2 separate regions of the Xenopus laevis genome follow, and region 1 is linked to region 2. Evidence: chromatin contacts called from public Hi-C data. All regions are on one chromosome and are shown on one strand. The core of a region is the stretch at or near the end of the contact, and the rest is flanking DNA. Distances in the headings are between cores, read along the strand shown. Region 1 has its middle 9.8 kb from the start of h6pd.L. Region 2 holds the start of gpr157.L (G protein-coupled receptor 157 L homeolog).

Region 1 (4,557 bases), core at 280-2,779, 55 kb after region 2:
GTCCGGAGTTTAGTAAATAACCCCCCCCACACACACAGATTATGGTCAATTTTATCTGTAAAAAGTAACCTCCCTATATGTTTAGAGTATGGGAGAAAACTAAAATGGAAGGAACCCTTTCCAGCATGGGAAAGGAGAATATAGAAACTCCTTGCAGAACATCCTTACATTATTCCCTATATATTTTTTTATTATATTACACATAAGGTGGCCATACAGAGGCCGATAAAAGCTGCCGACAGACCGAGTCGGCAGCCTATTGGCCAGTGTATGGGGCCCTCCGACGGGCTTCCCCGATCAATATCTGTCTGAAGATCTCCCAGATGTCGATCTAAAAATTCAGAGGTATCGCGGACGGCATCTTTTCATTGATGCTAGGGCCTATGATCAGATCAGTCCAATATCTCCCACCTCAAGGTGGGCACATTGGGGAGAGATCCGCTCGTTTGGCAACATCACCAAACAAGAGGATCTCTCTGTGTATGGACACCTTTACTTGCATGCAGTCAGCCATACATGACATGACTACTATATTATCAGCCACTGCATGACCACTTAATAGTCACTACCACTTATGGTTCTGCTGCTGCCCCATATATGGGATTCAAATCATTCCCTGGGTCACTTTACAGTGGACCAATGCACCACATTATGTGGCTCATCTGCCATATTTGATTTATTTCATGGTCATGCAATTGTGTATAAGCATCCCTTTTTAATAAATAAATGAAATATACAGGAGACAGTTGGCAACCAACCTATCCTATTTTCTGAAACTGCCTCCAATGGGGGCCATACCTGCAATGATAATCAGATAAACTGCCTGTCCATATTGTGGATAGTTTTCCTGGGATCCAATTTCTGCCTTGCAAAAAACCAGACAGCAAGTCTATAACATGAGAAGTGCTTTAAGGCACTATAATTAATAGATGGAAATGCTACTGGAAAAAGCTCTAGGTATTAATTGGAAACAGAGCCTGTTATTTTTGTTATTTTATAAAAGCACTGCAGTTGTATTAAGTGTATTTATAAATGTTTAAAAGCATGGGAATAATAATAACAATGGGTCCAGAACAAGAATATAGATACAGGAGATTTAATGCTGGCGAGCATTTAATGGGGTATTCGCTAAAAAATATTATAATAAAACATAACAAAGAAAACTTTGTTGTTGATTGTAAGCTTCTTAGGTTATTTCCCACCTTCCCAATGTGTCAGACATTCAGATCTTTGTATATAATGTGTATATATACACAGTGCTATATAGAATAGAAAGAACATTGTTACAGTATTATGAAGCTGCAGGAACTTATAAGCAGCTTTGCTACAGGCACAGTGGAAAAGTGGCCTGCCTGCAGCCACAGATAATATGTAGCAATTCATTTACCTGATCCGTGTCTCTTTGCAGCTGCAGCTCCGATCGGCTCTAAGCGACTAATCGTGCCGGCCATGGAAAAGCCTGTCCTTTCCTTCTCAGCAGACACAGACTTGTCCCCTGATGCTGCTGCAACAATGCAGAGATGTGGCTGGCTCCGTCCCCTCGGCCAGACAGACCTACAGTCTCAGCGACTATTCACACTGCCCTCCAGAAGCCTCTATGCGGGCAAGTTAGAACATGTTCAAAGTTAGATAGTAGAGCATCAGGAAACTGTGCAGTTTGGTTATGGCAGCATGTGTGCATTCCCAAACAGAATTATACACTTATTTGTTATATATTATATATATACACATCCTTATATATATAAATATACATCTATATATATATATATATATATATATATATATATATATATATATATATATATATATATATATATATATATATATATATATATATATATATATATACATCTATATATATAGATCCTTATCAATGAGTGACAATAGAGTTCACCAGAGAGGAATTCCCCACCAGAGCTCTCTATTTACTTGTGTAGTATATTAAATGTTGTGTGTGGTTGTTTTTTTGTATTTTGCACCTTGTCAGCCATCACAAGAAAACGTCGAAAATGCTACGATCTGTGGGGAATCAACCAAGGTAAAACACTTTTGTTGCATAATTGCGCAAAAATGCAGGTGGTGCTGTACGGATTTAGGATGCAAGTCTTTTACCTTTGGCGATTCCCATGGATAAAGGCGATTCTCTACCTGGTACCAGCCTACAGCTGCTATTGCATATCTCCCAACTGTCCCGTTTTCAGAGGGACAGTCCCTCGTTTGTACAGGAAAGTCACGTTTTTCCCTGCACAGAACAGCCAGAAAAAGAAACAATGTTTCTAACTTAATTGGCTTTTGGCAGAGAGCCCAGAACAGCCACAGCTGCATATAAGATACTTTTGTAACAATTTCAAGATAATTGTAACAATATAAGATAACAGGTCCCTTGGGAGAAGTTAGACTCACAGCTTAAAGGGCAATTCACCTTCATTAGCAAAACTGTAATAACTGAAAAAAAAACACAGAAATATATTCAAACTTTAATTAGGGGTGTGGCCACAAAAATGGTTGTAGTCAAAAAAATTTGCTGCACTAGATGCACCAACTTTTTGCCTCTTTTTTTATTTTCAAAATGTTGGGAGATATGGTATTGCGAAGCTGCCCCCCTGCTCTATTTATCTGAACCACTTTCACTTGCATATGCTCACACGCAGTGGAGCAGAGGTCAGCCCAAAGATGCCTCCTTTCGCATATTTAGGCTGATCTTCGCTCCCAATTCAAATCAATTGAGCTGCGGCATGGAGTGGATCTAACCTTGTCCTAAAGAGTTGCAGTTTCTAGTTTTTTTTATTGTATGTTTTTTGTGTTATTTCCTTCCAATTTAGAGTTTAAGGGTTAAATATTAATAAATAGTTCAACCCACTATCTGAATAAATGCTTTTTTTCTAGGTCATAAACTAGAGGAATATATATATATATATATATATATATATATATATATATATATATATATATATTCATAAAAGAAATGCTCAGCTGGTCTTTTACTGTACATAAAAGGAGTCTAACAGGGTCATTTTATGGCTGCGGTGAGGGACCTGCATGATGGGTAACTGGCTGCAGCCATTTATGGATCTTTTTACACTGCACTGGCCATGCAGCAATGGAGAGATGAATTACAATGGCTTGTATTACTGCAGTAACATCTGCAATGACCAAGATTATATGAACGTGGTTCCCTATGGAATATAAATCCACACAGGGAAAACGACAGGAAGCTTAGTTTAAAGGAGATATTTGATAGAAAATCAAAATCTTTGTATTTTGTAGGCATTGACTTCTTTTCATTGCATTTGTTTTTTACTTTATCACCATTACATTTCGAAATATTGGCCCAGCTCTGATCCTAGCAATCAAAATGTAGATCGTAAAGATAGACTTTTAACCTGTTCATCTTCTAGCCTGTCATCCATACCACAACATAATATTATTAAATTAAAATTTTCTGTATTTCTTTAAGGGAAAAAATACAATGTACTATATTAATGCCAATGGTTAATACTTAACAATAGGATAAATAAAGCATATCTCCCATACCTTCAGATTTACCTTGCTTCTCATACTCAGACATACTCAGACATTTATATTTATGATTCATGTTGATAACTGAACCCACTGCCGTAAAAATTAGTTCCTTGCCACAAACAGAGATTTCAAGATAAATATAATGTACATTACTAAACCCCCCCCCTAAACTGGGATCAAACATGGGGATAAGGGACAGACTTGTTTAGTGCTGGGAAACTGTGCTTAAGGCTTATAACTCCAAGTGGAGGAAAAAAAACCATGAAGCCAGATTGACACAGATCCATTGGGATTCTCATTGGAGTATTATTTTGCATTTTAATGCATCCATAAGTCCTGGAGCCAAAGGAAGTTGTATTGAGCAATATTGCTTTAAGAATAAAACCCTGCTGTTGCTGGACTTCAGCTCCCAGCAGGGCCAGATTTACATAGCGGCACCCCTAGGCCCACTGCCGTTCATCACCCGTGCCCCCCCTTTATTCATGCAAACTTTCATAATCGGGACCTGAGCAATGTGGATTGGGCACGGAAAATTTACAAAATAATTGTATCTTCTGCACATCCCCAGTGTTTCTGAACCAATGTGGGTGTGGTTGGGAAGAATGCCGCCCCCTAAAATCCTGCCGCCCTAGGCCCGGGCCTTGGTGGCCTCTCCACAAATTCAGGCCTGGCTCCCAGCATGCCTCAACCTTGATAATATGTTAAAGTATGCTGGGAATTGTAGTCAACAACTAAGTAACATTGGTTGAGCAGTGCAGCAGGGTTTAAGTTGGCCATAAATATGCAGATTTTATTCTTTGTATGACAAAACATCATTTGTTTCAATATAACAATATACAACTAACCATTCAGATTAAATAGGTATAAAAAAATAACAAATCAGACGATGTTATGGCCATTAATTGACAGCCAGCAATCATACTAAAGTTATGTCTGACAAATGAGTAATGACAGTAACCCATTGATAGCGTCAAATAGTCAATACAGGCAAATATAAATATTATCGTTAGCCGACGATCACCATGGTATGAAAAA
Region 2 (4,413 bases), core at 240-2,739:
TACCACAAGTATAAAGCTACACTATATCACAAGTATAAAGCTACACTATATCACAAGTATAAAGCTACACTATACCACAAGTATAAAGCTACACTATACCACAAGTATAAAGCTACACTATACCACAAGTATAAAGCTACACTATACCACAAGTATAAAGCTACACTATATCACAAGTATAAAGCTACACTATACCACAAGTATAAAGCTACACTATATCACAAGTATAAAGCTACACTATATCACAAGTATAAAGCTACACTATATCACAAGTATAAAGCTACACTATATCACAAGTATAAAGCTACACTATATCACAAGTATAAAGCTACACTATATCACAAGTATAAAGCTACACTATATCACAAGTATAAAGCTACACTATATCACAAGTATAAAGCTACACTATATCACAAGTATAAAGCTACACTATATCACAAGTATAAAGCTACACTATATCACAAGTATAAAACTACACTATACCACAAGTATAAAGCTACACTATATCACAAGTATAAAGCTACACTATATCAGAAGTATAAAGCTACACTATATCACAAGTATAAAGCTACACTATATCACAAGTATAAAGTAAAGCTACACTATATCACAAGTATAAAGCTACACTATATCACAAGTATAAAGCTACACTATATCACAAGTATAAAGCTACACTATATCACAAGTATAAAGCTACACTATATCACAAGTATAAAGCTACACTATATCACAAGTATAAAGCTACACTATATCACAAGTATAAAGCTACACTATATCACAAGTATAAAGCTACACTATATCACAAGTATAAAGCTACACTATATCACAAGTATAAAGCTACACTATATCACAAGTATAAAGCTACACTATATCACAAGTATAAAGCTACACTATATCACAAGTATAAAGCTACACTATATCACAAGTATAAAGCTACACTATATCACAAGTATAAAGCTCCAGCAGCTAGTGTAGTTAACTCTACTCCCTCAAGAGAAGCCCTTCTGGCACCAGCCCAATTAATAGGAGTCCCATATTCTTAATGGTTTGCTGCGTCACTTGAGTGAAGTCGCCATGGGAAAAGCTTGCAGCAGCTGGACATTGGGTTACCTGACCACCAGGAGCAGAGCTGGACCCCTGTAAATAGCAAGGCTGAAGGAATAACAAGGCAAACTAGGCAACGTTTTCCTTATTAGAGACTATTCGGCACAGGCAATGGCAACTACACAAACAACACGTTTCAGTGAAATCGCTCTTGTATAAGCAGCTAACAACGCTCAGAGAATGGTCACTTCCAGGCGGGTATTCATGACCCTAAATCAGTGCAGCTGCCGAGCACTCGTAGGGTCATTAGGGGCTGAGTATGTACTGAACAGACTGCTTATGAGGAGACCGTGTGTAACGTGTAATAACCCCGCTCCACCAGCAGCCACACACCGACTTACCTCTGCCTCTCAGTCGCGGGGACTTTATTCCGTCGGCATTCTCACTCTCTCAACCCGAAGTGTAGGGGGAGGAGCCTCAGCGTGGGACAGCCGGAAGGGGACGGGATGAGCGTATCAGCGGCTGAGATTTGTGCTACTCTATTGGGTAAGGGTCAGACTTGCGGAATGTTGTGTTCACAGCAGCCGAGCATTGGCGGAATTAGAGGGTCCCCTTATGTTATTCCCTATTTTCATGTCATTTTCCCGCTGCCCTTTTTGCTGCTGCATCATCTCCTCAAATAGCAGTAGGGTTAGGCGGACGGAAAGGCAGTAAATACGGCTTGGGAGTCGAGCTGTGCTTGTAACGCACTTCCATCCAATTACGCGCGCGCCGTATTGACGCGGCGGCGCCTGAACTGAACAAAATAAGGGAGTCAAATATGGCGGGTATGTGGCAGGAATAAGGAAAGAAGGGAAAAACAAGTGCAGAGAACAGAATGGGGCAATAAGATTTTTTATGGTGTGGCCTGAGAAGCAGAAAAAAGAAAACTGGCAGCACCCCTGGGTCTGGACTGGGAGTCAAAATAGGCTCTGGCATTTCAGGTACACAGAGGCCCAAACAGCTTCCACCAGCCCAATAAATAGTGAGAGTCTATGGGATTTTACAGCAGCCCCTCTGGCATTTGCCAGAATCCACAGATTACTAGTCCCTGCCTGGCACCCACAGATATGTACCTAGAGATCATGCCCTGGCCCCGCCTATACTGCATCCTCCCACCATTGTTTAAACACAATGCTCATAACTAAAACAAAAAAAAAAACCTTGGATGTAAATAAAACTTAAAGTTCTGTATTGGGCATTCATCTACCCAAAGCCCAAGGAATGGCTGGGAAATGAAATATTGTATAATAGTGCACCCCAGCTAAGTACACCAGTCCTTTTTTTTTTTTTTTTTTTTTTATAGAAAAGGACATGGTGTTGAGTTTTGATGACTGGAGAGAGCCTTTACTTGTCCTTTAAAATATAAAAAGGGGAACCACAAAACAAATGTACAATTGCACAGAGTTTACACCTCTTCTGATGTTTCTCTGCCTTATCACTCAGTTGACAATGAGTAATAGAACTGAGCATAGAAGTGTCAGAAGAGAAATCTCTGCTAAGTAATTTAAAGGAGAAGGAAAGATAGGGGTCAGACCGTCAGGTGAATTCAGTAGCTAAATTAATTCCCCAGGCCCTAGGGAACATCTAAAGCTAAAGAGCTAAAATTGTTTAGTATACTGCATAGGTGTCTAGTGAGGGATGCATGGGAAGTAATGGTAAGATGAAAGCACAGGAGATTTAATTCACTGAGGTGGCTGATAGGCTGGCACCCACAGTGAATTCAGCATTACTTGTCTTGTATGGCTTGTTATTTAGACCACAAGCCATCCTTATAGATATTTTGAACAGTCTCTGATTTATAAATAGCTTTATGTAGATAAGGCCTCCAAATTCATGTAAAGGTAAGGTCCCACCAGTGACCTACAAATGTAAAGTTTAATTTATGAATTTGAAAGGGCACCTTTGGTTCTTTTTCTTATGGGACTAAAGATCCTCAATATCTGTTTATAATGTTCCATAAAGTACTTGTACATTACACCTAGCAAACTCCTTTTGTCCAGAAAAAATAACCCAAACCATGACAGTCTACCCTCATAGTCTTAACTCTAGTCTGAACTCAAATATATTTCTCTATTATGAAAAATGCAATTTGCAGGTAATTTAGAAAGCTTAGGTTGTCCGCATTAAAAATATAAAATTAGCTATAACTGACCTTGAATGAATTTTGCATGCCAGCTGATTAAAATACCTGGATGAGATCTGACTCCTGCTACATTGTTTTTGGAGGCAGATTCAGGGAAGAGAAAGGGCTAAACACATACTGTTTATTATGACCGTTTAATGTAACCTTAATCTCATGGAAATAGTAATATTTAAAAATATGTTTAAACATGTTGCACCATTTGTTAAATAATAAATATTTCTATATTCGAGAGTTAGCTCTAACACTGTCTAGACAAAAGAATCACACACCAGTTAAGTATATGACCGTCTATCAAAATCTGACTCTGACTCATGCATGATGTTTCCTTTTTATTCTGACACAAATTAGTGCATTAATAAGTTATTTGAATGAACAGCTTTCCATATCTTGCCAGTTCTAATCCTCTGGAAAGGTCATGTAATTCCTGGTTATCACAAGCAGGTTCAATGTCCATCTCTGGCCAGTAGGCGTCACTGCAATACTGAGAATAAATTGACATTTTTATTTGATGTGTCAGTTCTGGAAAGTTGCACTATTAGGGATAAACCACAAGACAGATTTTTATCAGATTTTTATCAGATTTTGTGGGTCAGATTTTATCTGATCTTGCCATGCAACAGCTCAAGATTTTGTAGGATCCTACTAAATCTGATACCCATAGCTAGAATGTAAAGTTGGATCAGATAAAGCCAGATGGTGTAGTTCATGCATCTATATCCGACATATACATGTATTTCAATGAGTAAAAAAGTCCGTCAGACACCATCTCGTTGGATGAAGCATACAGCAATTCTTCCATGTAGTTTATACATTTTTCAAGATCTCAGGCAGTAGGTGGGAAAATAATAGGGGTGTAAGTTAGCGGGTTTCGAGTCAGGTTTGATAGGGCTTTTTTTTTGTTTCCAGAAATAAAAACTCCTCTTCCTCCCTTTGTGCATAATCCTGGATGATATCACTTCTAGTTTTTTGGTGGAGGACCCATTTAAACCACTGGTACCTACAAGTGGTTGTTAATATACTTTGCACAGGGTGAAAACATGTTTAAAAAACAACATTACCCCACATGGAGCCTAACGCGGCGAAGACCTACAACTTTCAATTGTAAGGCAATATATGTGAATTGCTACCTGCAAGTCTGTAATAACAGAGAACTTTGAATCAGAGTAATTAATGCACATTGCCGT

What was found. Hi-C and Micro-C count contacts between places; a contact is called where the count stands out from the background.
Region 1: a contact with region 2 is called in a Hi-C map of the XL177 cell line, with 4 times the contacts expected there. The contact joins the enhancer-like site here to the promoter of gpr157.L in region 2. A contact is called at or near these places in 2 of 4 Hi-C or Micro-C datasets (the XL177 cell line and the XTC cell line).

Annotation. Positions count from the first base shown.
Region 1 is chr7L:92,103,807-92,108,363 of Xenopus_laevis_v10.1, forward strand. No RefSeq gene overlaps it. Among protein-coding and RNA genes, the nearest start is that of h6pd.L, 9.8 kb to the right of the region's middle. Within about 2 kb of position 1,530, at least 2 of the 7 cell types and tissues checked have an H3K27ac peak or open chromatin away from gene starts, as enhancers often do.
Region 2 is chr7L:92,048,777-92,053,189 of Xenopus_laevis_v10.1, forward strand. gpr157.L (G protein-coupled receptor 157 L homeolog) reads right to left here and starts at 1,490. Exons shown (of 5, transcript NM_001092098.1): 1 at 1,446-1,490.